3 separate regions of the Gossypium hirsutum genome follow, and regions 1 and 3 are each linked to region 2. Evidence: chromatin contacts called from public Hi-C data. All regions are on one chromosome and are shown on one strand. Each heading gives the region's core, a stretch centred on a gene start, on an enhancer-like site or on the middle of the called end of the contact. The rest is flanking DNA. Distances are from core to core; before and after follow the strand shown. Region 1 has its middle 14 kb from the start of LOC121218500. Region 2 holds the start of LOC107895345 (K(+) efflux antiporter 6). Region 3 holds the start of LOC107901490.

Region 1 (4,410 bases), core at 569-3,068, 200 kb after region 2:
ATAACACAAATACTATAATAAAAAAAATATTAAACTCTGAAACCAAATTACGTATTAAACCAATATTTTTTTATCGAAATGGATTCATAGAGTCAAAACACGGTGATACAATGGATAAGAGAGGTCTCAATTCCCAGAAAAGGCTCGAGGCCGTAGACAACTAGGCAAATGTCCCAAGTAGAAACAGGTGAGGGAGCAACACCTCGTCGTGGGCTTCAGCTATTAATGTACTATGAATCCCTTTATCCGAATGTCTCCTGAACCCACGAAAGAGTTACAGTAAAGCCCAGTGCAAGGCATAGTTAAGCCACGACACATAAGAACCCAGTTCAAGGCATAGCCCAAGACCAACACAATCCAAATAAAAAGATAAGGGAGAAACAGCTCAAACAGGGCCTAGAAGCCCTTTGGTATCCAGAAGTTACATAAGGTCGTCTGCATTCGAGCACCATAATGATTACAAGGGGAAAGTGGAGCTGTAGGAACCCTAAACCACTGAACCGAAGAGGTAGTGGAAACTTGGTCATGGTCCTTAACCTAAGGGACCACCATGGACCTGGGGCACCAAAAACTCTACAAATTCGGCAATGTAAATGGAGGTAGTTGCATACCAATCCACCTTTATCTTATCGACGGCAATTTCCCCTCAAAAAGGGCTCTCTTTTCTCATTCACCTTTATTAGATTTGTTCACTTGCTTTTCTCTGGGATTAACCAGAGGACAAGCTTCGTCGTTCTCTAGTTCATCTTGGTCTTACAAGAACTTGGGAGCATTCTCAAAGAGATTAAACAAAATTATAACTCAAAAGATTATGAATATATTTTATTTTTATATTATGCACATACTAAAGTATAATTTAACAATATTAAATCAAAATAGCATTAGTAAAAGAAGGGTGAAGAAAAATGTGAAGTTGTTATGGATATAACCAATATGTGTTTTAAACAGCTATGCAAGCATGACATAAAAAGTGAAGGGAACAATTCCCACCTCACCCCCTCCATACTCATCTCTAACCAACCCTTACATAATTTAAAGGAGATACATGAAAATTAAGGACAGATTTAGATATCTAAACCCTAAAGATAAACTAGTTGTATGAGTTGTATCTCATGTGAAAATCAAATAAAAAGGGTTAAATTAATGCAAGTCACCCTTCCCAAGGACACCACATCCCTACAGTCCAAGGGGTCTCACTGAACGCCAAATTCCACTGATGGGACTCCTCAAGTTCCATTGACACCCAGCCTAGAGCTCGTGCCAGCCATTGATCATCATCACAGACGTCCATTTCCTTTACTTCATCTACCATTACACTTTTGTTATCGTTAAACCCCATCCCAATAACCAATAACTCCTTCGTGGGTGCCACCAACTCAATGCCAGCCATCACACTGGACGACGAGTCAGACATCGAAGCCCCGCAGCTCTCGCCAAAGAACGGAAGAGACGAAGTTACTGTGGGCGAAGCGTTGTAAGAAGAGCTTGTCACTGTTATCTCTTTGTATAGCTCTTGCATTATCTCCTCCAGTTTCTCTTTTTCGACCGAACCCTCGTTGGAAAACTCGCTTTCGTCGTCGGATTCCGCCAGCAAGACGCTCAAATTCCCGGAAAATTCGCCGGAAAGTTCAGCCTCCGGGGACTTCGATTCTTCTCCTTCTCCCCCTCCCCCTCCCACTCTTATCGTCATCGTGTTTTCTTTTTCTTTTTGAGAGAAACGCGTAATATAAAGAGAAGATGTCACGTAGGATGCAAGTGTAAGAGAGATGACGCGGCGAGCAAAGAGTGAAAGAGGTGACTAAAAAGTGGGCCCCAATGATTTGTCAACATTATAGCAATAGAAGGTTTCTTTTGGTTCAGTATACCAATAGAGTTGGTAAGGCCTTGTTTGGAAGGTTAACATTACATTTTTGTGGTCAGAATTTTGCTTTTGGTAATTTATGTTAATTTAATATACAATTTTAAAAATATATAAAACCTTACATTTACGATGCATATTAATTTTTGTTTAAAATTATTTAAAAATCGAAGAAATTAATGTATTTAAATTCTATTAATGATATTTAATATTAGAATAATACTAAAATCCATCATGGTTTGAGTATTAATACTACTTAATTATAGTTTAAATAATGTTATTAGAGAAATTATTTGGAAGTGTCATATAAGGGTGAGGCCGCTTGTGGAATAAAATAATATACTGCGAGTGTATCAAATACTCACTCATATTATTAATATATTTTTATAGATTATGTGTTATATATTGTTAAATTAATTTGTTTTAATGTTATAATTGTTAATACTCGATTTTTATATTTATTTTTCCTCAATGAATATAATTAACTCTTATTATATTTGAAAAATAAATAAATTTTATTTTAATATGTGCCTTTTTCTAACTATATTTAAACTTAACAATTTAATATTTACCAGTCTTAAAAGCTAAGCAAAATTTGAAAGTAAGACTTTATATTTAATATATAAAAATCTATATAAAATAAATTTAAACGAAAATGCATGAAACAACTTAAAAGATTAAAAGGTCATTTACCCAATATGGAAATAAGTGCTTGAAATGGAAAGTGTGACATGTCTAAAAATTGTAATGTGAGCATAGATACTTATTCCTTATTTAGCTAGAACCTAATAAAATACATTACTAATTTTTTATTTGATGCGATGCACGGACTTGTTGTATATATCTTTTAAAATATATTTATTTGTTAATTTAAATTAATTTTTAAAATTGGTAAGTTTTAACAAATAAAAATTAAAATCGAATGTTTCTTTATTCATCATTTATGATATTATAATGATGGTAAATATATTTTTATATATGATACTAAATTAACAAAACAAATTTTTAAGTGTATATTTATTTCAAGATTTTTAATGTAATTCCGTAATTATTAATAGTAATATATACTAAATATGTATATATTCATGTTAAAAATTATCGTAACTATTGTAAATTTTTAAATAATTTAATTAATTAATATAAAAACCAATATGGAAAAAGTAAAAGAAGATACGTGTTTATTTTGATATTTTGTCCCACATTAATTATATTCATTTAAAAATGTTTAAACCAGCCTTAAAAGAACTATAAACTAAATTTTTTAAAGCTTTTTTTATTAACGACATGATTTATTCAAAATATAATTGGACAGAGTTCAATTTAATAATTATTTTAAAAATTTTATTCAAATTCATCATTATTAATAAGCGGTTATTTCAAAATTAAATGTAACAATTAAAATTTAATAAGGACTAACATCATAATTTAAAAAAAAGTAAGTAAATTGATTTCAAGAAGAGAGATTAAATTGTAAAGAAAGGTATATATGAACATGTGTCATCTTAATTTAATGTCAAATGTTACAAAATTACAGTATGAACATAGTGTTTATTTCCATTTTTATAATATAATTAATTATACCCTACGTTTAGATCAAAATTTAAATTAGTATACGTTCATTGTTTTAGCTACCATCTCTAGTGGTACACACCAATTTGAATATGATGCGGTTATCTTTTTCCAAATACGTATAGATTAATAAATCATTTTAAAATATTTTTATTTAATTAGCTTGAGCTTAGTTAATTTTGAAAAAAAATTAAAATTAAAATATTCTTTTAAGTTTTTTTTACTCATTATACATTTAAAATATAGTCTTTCAACTTTTATTTCAAAAAATTTAGTTGTTTTATTTTTTGAATTTAAAAAATACAAGTCCAATAGTTAATACCATTAAAATTCTTTTGTTAAATTTGTTAAAAAGAAGAAAAAACCTATAAAAAGTGAGACCCCTTGCTGTAATCCCTTGAAGGCCGATAAATACAAGGGTTTTTTATGGACCTACATTGTGATTAAAATATTTATGTATAACAATTACCCCTAATCAAAAGGAAAGTTATAAAATGTGCTTGCTTGATACGAAAAGCAATGGTAAGGTCTTTGTGTTGTAGACGAGGTCAATTTGATTTAAAAAAATTTGTTTGTATTTCTTCTTACAAAAATTATGATAACTCACAAATATTTGGAATTATACTGGCATCATAGGCATTGCAATCGTTCATGAGTATTAAAAATTATGCTAACACTAAAGCTAAAGCAACTTATTAACAAAGGGCACTAAATGTGACTATTGACCCATAATCTCAAGAATATTTTATGTATATCTTTTCCTTATTTATGCATATTATTTTCCTTGACTTACGAGTTAATTGGAGCTCCTACTTGTATATAATCATCTTATTATTCTATAATGATATACAAGAAATACAACAGCTTTTTTTTTTCTTATTTTATCATGGTATTGGAGTATGGTTAGAATTCCAGTTCTTTCTTTTAACCATGACAGAAGACTGTTCTTCAAAAACCCCTCAAACAAACCTTGAAATATTTTC
Region 2 (4,693 bases), core at 1,614-4,113:
TGTATCAAAATTAATAGACATACTGAGGCTGTAATTCCACAGAGGCACATAAATAGAACTATCTGGAGTAGCCCTCCTAGGACAGCAACTGCTCGAACAACTCGAAGCTAAAATAAAATGGATGAAGTTAGAGAAATGCTATGAAGATTGATGTAGAGAGTATCACATAAATAGAAAATAAAAGGTTCAGAGGCATAATCCAACCTTTGCAATGGAAAACTCTAGGCCCAATGCAAAAAGAAGAAAAATCACACCAAATTGAGCTACTGTTTCAACCTGCATGATTCAAATGAAAGAAAAAATATGAACTATTAAATCTTGGTAACATATATGAATAACCAACAAACATGTTAAAACTAAACAGCCTGTTATGAAATGGCATCACAAACCTAGCATATAAATTATTCAATTTCAGTTGCTAGCAATGGTATAACAGAGTCCAATAGACCATATTACTTACTGGTACTTAAACCATTGCCAATGTTTATTTTTATTTTTATTTATTGCCCTAGTTTGATATTGGCACCAAACCACCAATTGTAATACAATATACTCATTTAAAAAAAGAAAAAGAGAATGAATGAATTAAAACTTTTAAAGAGATAAAAGACATAGATTTCAGAACAAACAAATCACTAAGAGCTGTGGTTTGTTTTAGGCTTCAGATGAACTCTAAAATAATCATAATAACTAGATTAAATGAGATGAAGGAACACAAATTAGAAACAACACTCATTTTTCATAATAAGGCTCCATGAAAAAGAGTGAACAATAGCATTATGATCAAGAAACCATCATTCAGAGCAGTTACAAAGGGTTTAATAAATAAGCTATAAATGTTGATGGTAAATTTTTTTTAATGAAATATACAACATACTTGCACCATTTCACTGACAAAGTTAAAACCCCCAGGTCCAATAAGAGATCCTGCTAACAAATATCCAGTAATGACCTGTAAAATATGTAACAAGAAAACATATAGGAAATTAGTAATCCAAGACACTCTAGAGGGGCTTAAAGACAAAGAATATATAGGCTTATATCAATACAATCAGACCGGTTGTCCAGCACAAGCAAATGCAATGCCACCACAAGTTGCAGAGACAATGACAACTACCAAATCTGATATTAGTCTGCAGAGCATAAGCACAAAAAAAAAATACATTAGCCTATTAGATGAATGTAAAAAGCAACTTTGATGAAATGAAGATAATAAAAGGGTTACCTTAAGTCTAGTTGTAACACTGGATATTTTGATTTAAAATTAGAAATGATGAAGACATTGTCCTGAAAATAAGCCAGCATCTCAGATTTTTAAATATGGGAATATATCACCAGGTGAAGTTTTAAATTAACCAATCTAACCTTCCGATCTATCAACATAGGTGTATCTTCAGCTCTGTTATCATTCTCTAGATTAAATACGTCATGGAGTTGAAATGATCTAAAAGGAGGATGCAAAAGGCATGAGGAAACTACTACATGTCTCTAAGCAGTTATGAAGAAGATATGGTATGAATAGTTCAAAACTTTTGATCATCAAAATACAAAATTATGCTCTTCTATAAACACGCTAAAGTAAGGAGAAGCACATACTTTTCCTCTTTTGTATCATTTTTCTTTGTCTTCACTCTGGCCACGGTTTCCAAAACAGCCTGATAAGCATACACATAGGAAAAAGAATAAGCTAGCAAGTTTTCCCAACTGAAAAGTTTTCAAAAGAATAAGTACCACCAACCTTCTTTTCTACTACACTGTTGTTGAAACTTCCAGCATCATCATTTACTGCCACCAACAGAAAGGAAACATGATAAAAAGTCAGAAATTGAATTTCCATCGGGCTTATACCGTTAAGGAAATACTGGCAGTCTAATTTTGAGCTAAACATTTTTAGAAACCTTTCAAACATTGATTTTTTCCCCTTCAAAGTTGAATAATCCACTGCAAATGAGGATGAATTTATAGCATAATTGACAATTGTAATTTAAAGAAGAAACTATTAGCAAATCTATTTCCAGGAATTTACGCAAACAAACTATTATTAAATCTTTAAGATCTTATAAACCATCCATTGATAACAAAAACCATAACCTACCAATAGATCCCGCTTAAAAACCTTAGAAAATAAATAAAAATAACAAGAATTAATTGCTACAGCATATAAAGAACAAGCAAAGTTGAAGTAAACAAGTATAATGTATGACTAAGTTGTATACTTCACTGCTAAGCCTTTGATTCATGGATTTGAAATCTAAACCCTAATCTAAGCAAAACCAGAGGGAGAAAAAAAGAACAAGAAACAAACCTTCATTTTGTTCGTTCTCAGTGAACTCCTTCTCTAGAGCACGATCGATAATAGCGGCAAATGTACCGTCCTTCGGTTTAGCTATGGAAGAAGCATTCGAAACGGTGCCGTTTCCTCCCTCGTCGTCATCGTCGAACCGATCCGGTTCAGCGAGTTGTTGTTCTTGTTGTCGCTGAGCGAGTGAAAAGGAAGCCAAACAAAAAAGAGAAACGAAGAAACAGAAAGTAAGGATTTCAACGGAGGAGTTCGATTTTCTCAACATTTGGAAACGGCGGCCGGGGGAGGTTAAGAACTTGAAGAGTTCTCTTTTTGTGTGTGTGTGTGTGTCCGATTAATTATTGGAAATAGAGAACTATGAAGAGAGATTTTTGGCTGTGAATGATTGAAATTGAAAAAATTATTTATATATACAGAAAAGCAACAGAGGGGAAACGGTGTTGAAGTAGATGTAGAAAGACTGGGAAAAAGAAAAGGTAAACAGAAAAAGGGTGTAAAGTAAGTACAAAGCATCAGATCGGGTCAGGAGTCAACTTGTCGTAATTAATTAAGGCTACAAAGATTTCGAAAATATAATATTGTCCGCAAGTTATTAAGTTTCCATTTTTTTTTAAATTTTTTTATTCAACACCATTTAATTGACAACAATTATCTTGCAACCAGTACAAAGCTCTCCTCAAAGCCAGGGCTTCCGCAACCTGTGTTGAAGCGAGGTATCAAATATAAAATAATTTAAATAAAATAAGGGAGTTATTGGGATCAATCTGTATAAACAACGAATAAGAATGAAATAGAGAAAATTAGACATAAATATTTACGTGGAAAAATACCTCCAATGAAGAGGATAAACAACCATGGACAAACAAGACTTCACTAGATGAGCAAATAATCTGAAAGAGTACAAAATAGAGATAACTAAAAACAAACCCTAAACTCCAAAAATAAAGCTCTCCCGCTAAAACACGAAAATCTCTTAGAGCTCTCTCTTAATCTTCTCTTTAAATTTAATGTGATAAAGATATGAAGAATATCAATTTTAGGGTTACTAAGGCCCCGTTTATAGGCTGAAATTCGTGGGCTAACATGACTAAAATATCGCTAGACTAATCAGAGTTCGACTGGAAAAGATAGTAGAGGTTAACTAGGAGAAGAAACCCAGTGTTTGCGGGAAACACATCGACACGTCCTCATTCGCATCGTCACAACGTTGTCCATCATCGTAACGTTGGGAAGCTTCTTGTCGTGACATCACCAGCTAACTTTGGTGTTGCGATATTGAAGTCCTTGTCTCGATACAAGTTGCGATAAGGCCTTAAAAGTGTCCGAAAATACGAGGCACACTCCACCGAAGGGATTAAGTTGAAAGGAAAACAAAACTAGCTTGGATGCCTAAAAATGTAACATAACAAAACTCTAAAGAGAGCTTATAGCTCACTATTTATTCTCAACTCATGTATGCAACAAATGAAAAATGTTAGCCTATTTATAGTTTTCCTATATTGGTTTATCCTAGTCGGTTTAACTAGATACATGCACATATTATTATTTTAATTAAATTGATTAATATGGATAAGCTTAAAAGATAAGTTTGATTAAGGATGATGATAAACTTTAAATTTCTCTAGAAACAAATAGAAAGATCGAGTGAGAGGGAGAGAAGTAGATGACTTCAACACTCCCCCTCAACGAATTCTCTCATTTACTATCGCCCTTAAGGCCATCCCGAGTTGTTTGTGAAATTCTTCAAGCTTGGGTTCGCTGAGTCCTTTGATAAACAAATCAGTGACTTGTTATTCCCTACTAATATGCTTCATTTCAATCTCATTGTTAAGTACTTTTTCTTGGATGTAGTGATAGTGTACCTCTACATGCTTTATTCATGCATGAAAGACTAGGTTTTTTGTTAGTCGAATTGATGATTGATTGTTGTAACAACCCGAAAGTCAAATGGTATCAAAAAATACGGTTTCAAGACTCCGTTTTCGTAAACCGTAAAATATTTACGGAGGTAAATTATAGGTGAATGGAATTTTGAGTTGGTGATTTTGCCAAATTAGTAATTAATTATGATACAAGGACTAAATTCTAAAAGTAGTAAAAGTTCAAATTGCCAAAGAAGTGGTAATTAAAAACATGGGATAAGGATCAAGTTAGCAATTAGACCATGACCATTATTAAGGATGGTGAACCGTAGCTAGCTATGGGATTTATGAAGGACTAAAAGGGTAATTTAATAAATAATCGTAAAATGATTTAAAGTTTAACAAACAAACTTAGTGGATAGAAAAAGAGAGCTCATCTCATTTCCATTCATCCATGCCAAATTGTAAAGAAGAAGAAGTGTGAAAATCGACCTAGGGTTCTAAGATTTCAAGCTTTAAATTAGTTAGT
Region 3 (4,338 bases), core at 1,259-3,758, 250 kb before region 2:
GTTGATCTGGAATCTGCTATCAATAATGCTGTTTTTCCAGGTTTACAGGTTAGTTTGATTGGTCTCCTTTGCTCCTATTACTAATCTGAATTCCCCATTCCATCCTTCTGCCGGCTTTCAAGTTATGAAACTAGTTATATCATGAGAAGCATAATGTTTGTATATGCAGGGTGGACCTCATAACCACACAATTGGAGGACTAGCAGTTTGCTTGCAACATGCACAATCACCCGAGTTCAAGGCTTACCAGAATCAGGTACTTTCCTTCAAAGATGAGTAATAAAAAATAAAGAGGCAAAGTTATGTGGTGATTAAGTCAAAATATGGGTACTTCATGCTGCAGGTAGTGTCTAATTGTAGAGCTCTTGCAAGGCGATTGGTTGAACTTGGCTATACACTAGTTTCTGGTGGTAGTGATAATCACCTTGTGCTTGTGGATCTAAGGCCATTGGTAAGTTACCATCTCTGTGAGACATGCAAAACTTGAGTGGCATTTAGACTTGTCAAAATTGACTCAAAACCGAAAACCTGACTCAACTCGACCAACCTTACACAATTTGGCTATAAGAAGTCAACAATCTGAATCCACTCAACCCAAATACAAATTGATCTGAACTCGAATTTGACCTGAACCGAAAATAACTTGGCCCAAAAAGCCCTAAATAGCCCCAACCTAAATAACTTGAACCTTAAACTGACGAACCTAAAATTTCAAAAACCCAAATAAACCTGATCAAAACCAACCTGATCTGCCCAATTGACAAGTCTAGAGGCGTAGGATCTCATGTTTTTCTTATTCTCTTGTAGACACCCTAAACTCCTTTTGCCTCCTTTATATCAATGAACTTCTCCTGCAACAGGGTATTGATGGGGCTCGGGTGGAGAAAATACTTGACATGGCCTCTATCACCTTGAACAAAAATTCGGTGCCTGGTAAGTTCTTCCTTATTCCCCTTTTTTACCATTCATTTATAATTAATTTTTTTCCCTTTTTATATGTATTTATACCAATCCTTGATACGTCTCAAAATTTGCAGGGGATAAGAGTGCACTTGTGCCGGGTGGCATTCGCATTGGATCGCCTGCAATGACTACCAGAGGATTTACAGAAAAGGAATTCACGGCTATTGCTGATTTCATCCATGAGGGCGTGCAAATCACTATTGAGGCTAAGGGATTAGCTTCTGGATCAAAGGTCCAAGAGTTCTTGAAGTTTGTCTCATCTCCTGATTTTCCGTTGACGGATAAGGTGTCCAATCTTTGTAGTAGAGTCGAAGCACTTACCACCCAGTTTCCCATTCCCGGCGTATGAGTGAGATTTAATTAGTAATGAGAGACCTGGGAACATTATTATATCATAACATGGTGAAATCCAACACTGATTTCTGGGTTTATATTTGAATGTTTCCATAGATTTATGAAAATTTTTGAAGAAGTGTTGAGATGTAGTGATGAAAGGGGATGAGTAACGTAGGACTTAAACGTTGGTTTATGATGACAACCAGCAATAATTTTATCACTTTAAATGCGTTTTCTCTACAATATTAATACATAATATAAATAATTCATTATGATTCTATTTTCATGGAAAAAGAATTAACTTTTTTAATTGAGAATATTTTAAATTTATAAGTGGATCGCTTAGTCACGCATTTCAAATTTAATATTTTTACTTTTAATCCTAGAATGTAGTATATTTATTTCAAATTTAATTGATAATGCCCTCAAAGATTTTTTATTTATTTATTTTAGATGGAGGGGTTTGTTCAACTCAAAAATATAAAATTTTAAAATTATATTTAATACAATAAAATATTTATTAGATTTATTTGTGTTTTTCAATTTAATAAGATATTTATTATATTTATAGTAGTGTTTTTAAATATGAAAATTAGAAAAGTTTTATTTTAACATTTTTTATTATATTATATATTATATTTAAATAAAAATTAATCTAAAAAAATCAAACATGGGAAGTTGGGTCAAGCCCGAGTTTACTTTTCTTAAATTAAAAGCTTGAGCAAAAGGGCAAACTCATTTTTGGATCGAACCAGACCCGGGCTTAAAAAATTAATCTAAATACCTTACATGGATCTGACCCAAACGCAACCTGATCCGACCTGACTCATGAGCACTCCTACTTATCATATATTACTATTTAAAATTATCAGGAACAATTTTCTAAAAGGATATTACTTAATCCAACTTAATTAAATTTTTTTGTCGAAATTATTGGACTTCAATTAAGAGTAAAAAGATTATTATTTTTAAAATAATAAAATATAAAATGCTAAATATGCAAATAATATAGAAACTGATAGCAAACTTAGACTTAAATATTAGAAAAAAAAATTAAGAGTACCTAAATATTAATTTAATCATACAATCTATATTACATTCACAAGAAGGCCGAAAGAAAAAAGGTCCATTTTATAAGAAAAAGCCCAAACATTTGAGAAAGCCCAGCCTTAAACCCTTAACCCGAAACAAAGGGCATATATATAATCATCTTTTACCCAATTTAGGGTTTCAAATAAACTCAGTCTCACACTCCTCCGCTTCGTTTTGTTTCTGCTTCTTTGTTTCCGTTTAGGGGAAAACCATATCGTAATCTCTTCTTGGATCTCACTGCGAGGTAGGAGGCACCAGTGATAATTACTTTTTATATCCATAGGAAGATATTTCCTTCTCTGGGTTTTTCTTTTTTCGGGATTTAATCCGTTAATTCGTCGAAGATTCCTTGAAACAACTTTTGTTGAAACGATGTTGTGAATGATGAGAAAATTTAATATTATTACAGTTATCCCTGTCTGATTTCCAGTGCTGATAATGTGTTCTCTGACACAACATTCGTATTATTTTTTCTTTTAATAAATATATTTAATATTTCTTCAAGTTTCGTTTTTGTTGATTTTAGTTCTTCGTATGCTATAATTTTTTGTTTTGAAGTTGCAGATTCAACCTAATGGCGAAGAAGGGTTCTTCAACGACGCCTTCTAGAAAAGCAAAAAATAAAAAAGAAGAATCTGTTCCAGAACAGAAGAATTCAGCTTCTAAAGTGGCTGGTAACGAAATCGACGAGATATTTGCAGGTAAAAAGAGGAAGAAACCCGACCCGAAAGGGTCCGAGAAACCGAACGGCGATGAAATTTCAAAACCCAAATCGTCGAAAAAGAAGAGTAAAAAGAGTAGAGAAACCAACAGGGAAGGAGGATTCAATGAGTCTTCTTCTGGGCCTTGGAAAAGGACAGCAGATGGTTTTGCAATTTACACTGAAGAAGAATTGGGTATTAGTAAATCTGATGCTGGAAGTACGCCACTTTGTCCATTTGATTGTGATTGTTGTTTTTGATAAATGGGGTTTTGGTTTTAATTTAGTCTTTGTTACTTTAAATTTCAAATTTCAGAAATTTGAGGGTTTTAGGCTAAATATGATTGTTGTATAACGCAAGGCATTAAGTTTTTACATGAAATGCAAATTTTGATTCATTCTCTTCCATGAGCTGATTTTTTTTGTTTATTTTGATTACTACTCACACGAAAATTTTCAAATCGAAACTATTTGTTCTATTTGAGCTACAGATTGCGGGTATTTGTCAAGAAGGAAGCTAGTTGTAAGGGTGCTTCACTACAAACAATAATTACATCACCGCATTCTTGCACATTGAAGTAATGGTGTTTGAAATGTGACTTATTACAGCAGTTGCATCTACTTCTACTTGTATATATATTAATAATACCAAGTCCAGAGTTCTGCTTCCACGCTTGTTGCCTGTGGTATGTGTCGATATGATCCTTTTACCCAATTTCCATTGTGATCCCTAATAACAACTTCAGCTCCTCCCATGCCAGGATTCCTCGTTGCCGAGTTTATTTTACACCAAGGTTGGGTTTCCTCCATCTCAAGAACTTAACAGGATAGGCTACTCAGTAGTTGCACGTTCAAGAAATTTGTCTAGCCTACAAGGACTGTCAAAAGTTTTGGCAAAGATGAGATGGCAGGGTATTGTGGGTTTTGGGTACCAGTTCTTGTCGTTGAGGTTATTGTCAAGCCATACATGATAATACCATTCCTGGTTCTGCACTCGTCCAACGTTGTTATAATCCAAAACTCATACGCACTGCCTATTGTAAACTTTCTAGATTCTGTGTAATTTTCAAACAAGGGCATACCTTCCTTCAGCAGTTGTAATTGGCGTACTATACAGTACACTAAGGTTGAGTTGGCAGTTGAAATGAGAAGCTTTCCCATCTATTCCGGAGATGTCATTTCCTAGTCGTCTCTCCTTAAGGGTTTGCTAATCCTGATCAATTATACAACTAAAATTTAGGGTGAGT

What was found. A called contact is a pair of places that touch in the nucleus more often than the background predicts.
Region 1: a Hi-C map of leaf shows a contact between it and region 2, with 1.6 times the contacts expected there. The contact joins the enhancer-like site here to the promoter of LOC107895345 in region 2. A contact is called at or near these places in 3 of 34 Hi-C or Micro-C datasets (all in leaf).
Region 3: a contact with region 2 is called in a Hi-C map of leaf, with 2.2 times the contacts expected there. The contact joins the promoter of LOC107901490 here to the promoter of LOC107895345 in region 2. A contact is called at or near these places in 3 of 34 Hi-C or Micro-C datasets (leaf and seedling).

What each region holds. Positions count from the first base shown.
Region 1 is chrD06:19,247,434-19,251,843 of Gossypium_hirsutum_v2.1, reverse strand. No RefSeq gene overlaps it. Among protein-coding and RNA genes, the nearest start is that of LOC121218500, 14 kb to the left of the region's middle. Within about 2 kb of position 1,818, at least 9 of the 9 cell types and tissues checked have an H3K27ac peak or open chromatin away from gene starts, as enhancers often do. A contact at or near this core is called in leaf, where this site is marked.
Region 2 is chrD06:19,449,902-19,454,594 of Gossypium_hirsutum_v2.1, reverse strand. LOC107895345 (K(+) efflux antiporter 6) reads right to left here and starts at 2,863. Exons shown (of 20, transcript XM_016820657.2): 1 at 2,306-2,863; 2 at 1,739-1,785; 3 at 1,597-1,655; 4 at 1,366-1,444; 5 at 1,226-1,287; 6 at 1,058-1,133; 7 at 878-952; 8 at 205-276; 9 at 24-107. The coding sequence starts at 2,567.
Region 3 is chrD06:19,700,435-19,704,772 of Gossypium_hirsutum_v2.1, reverse strand. It overlaps LOC107901490, which reads left to right and starts at 2,508. Exons shown (of 3, transcript XR_005914778.1): 1 at 2,508-2,635; 2 at 2,956-3,777; 3 at 3,853-4,262. It overlaps LOC107901493 (serine hydroxymethyltransferase 3, chloroplastic), which reads left to right. Exons shown (of 11, transcript XM_016827527.2): 7 at 1-48; 8 at 170-256; 9 at 344-451; 10 at 861-933; 11 at 1,038-1,571. The coding sequence ends at 1,312. LOC121218973 (small nucleolar RNA R38) reads left to right here and starts at 2,765; the gene lies at 2,765-2,849.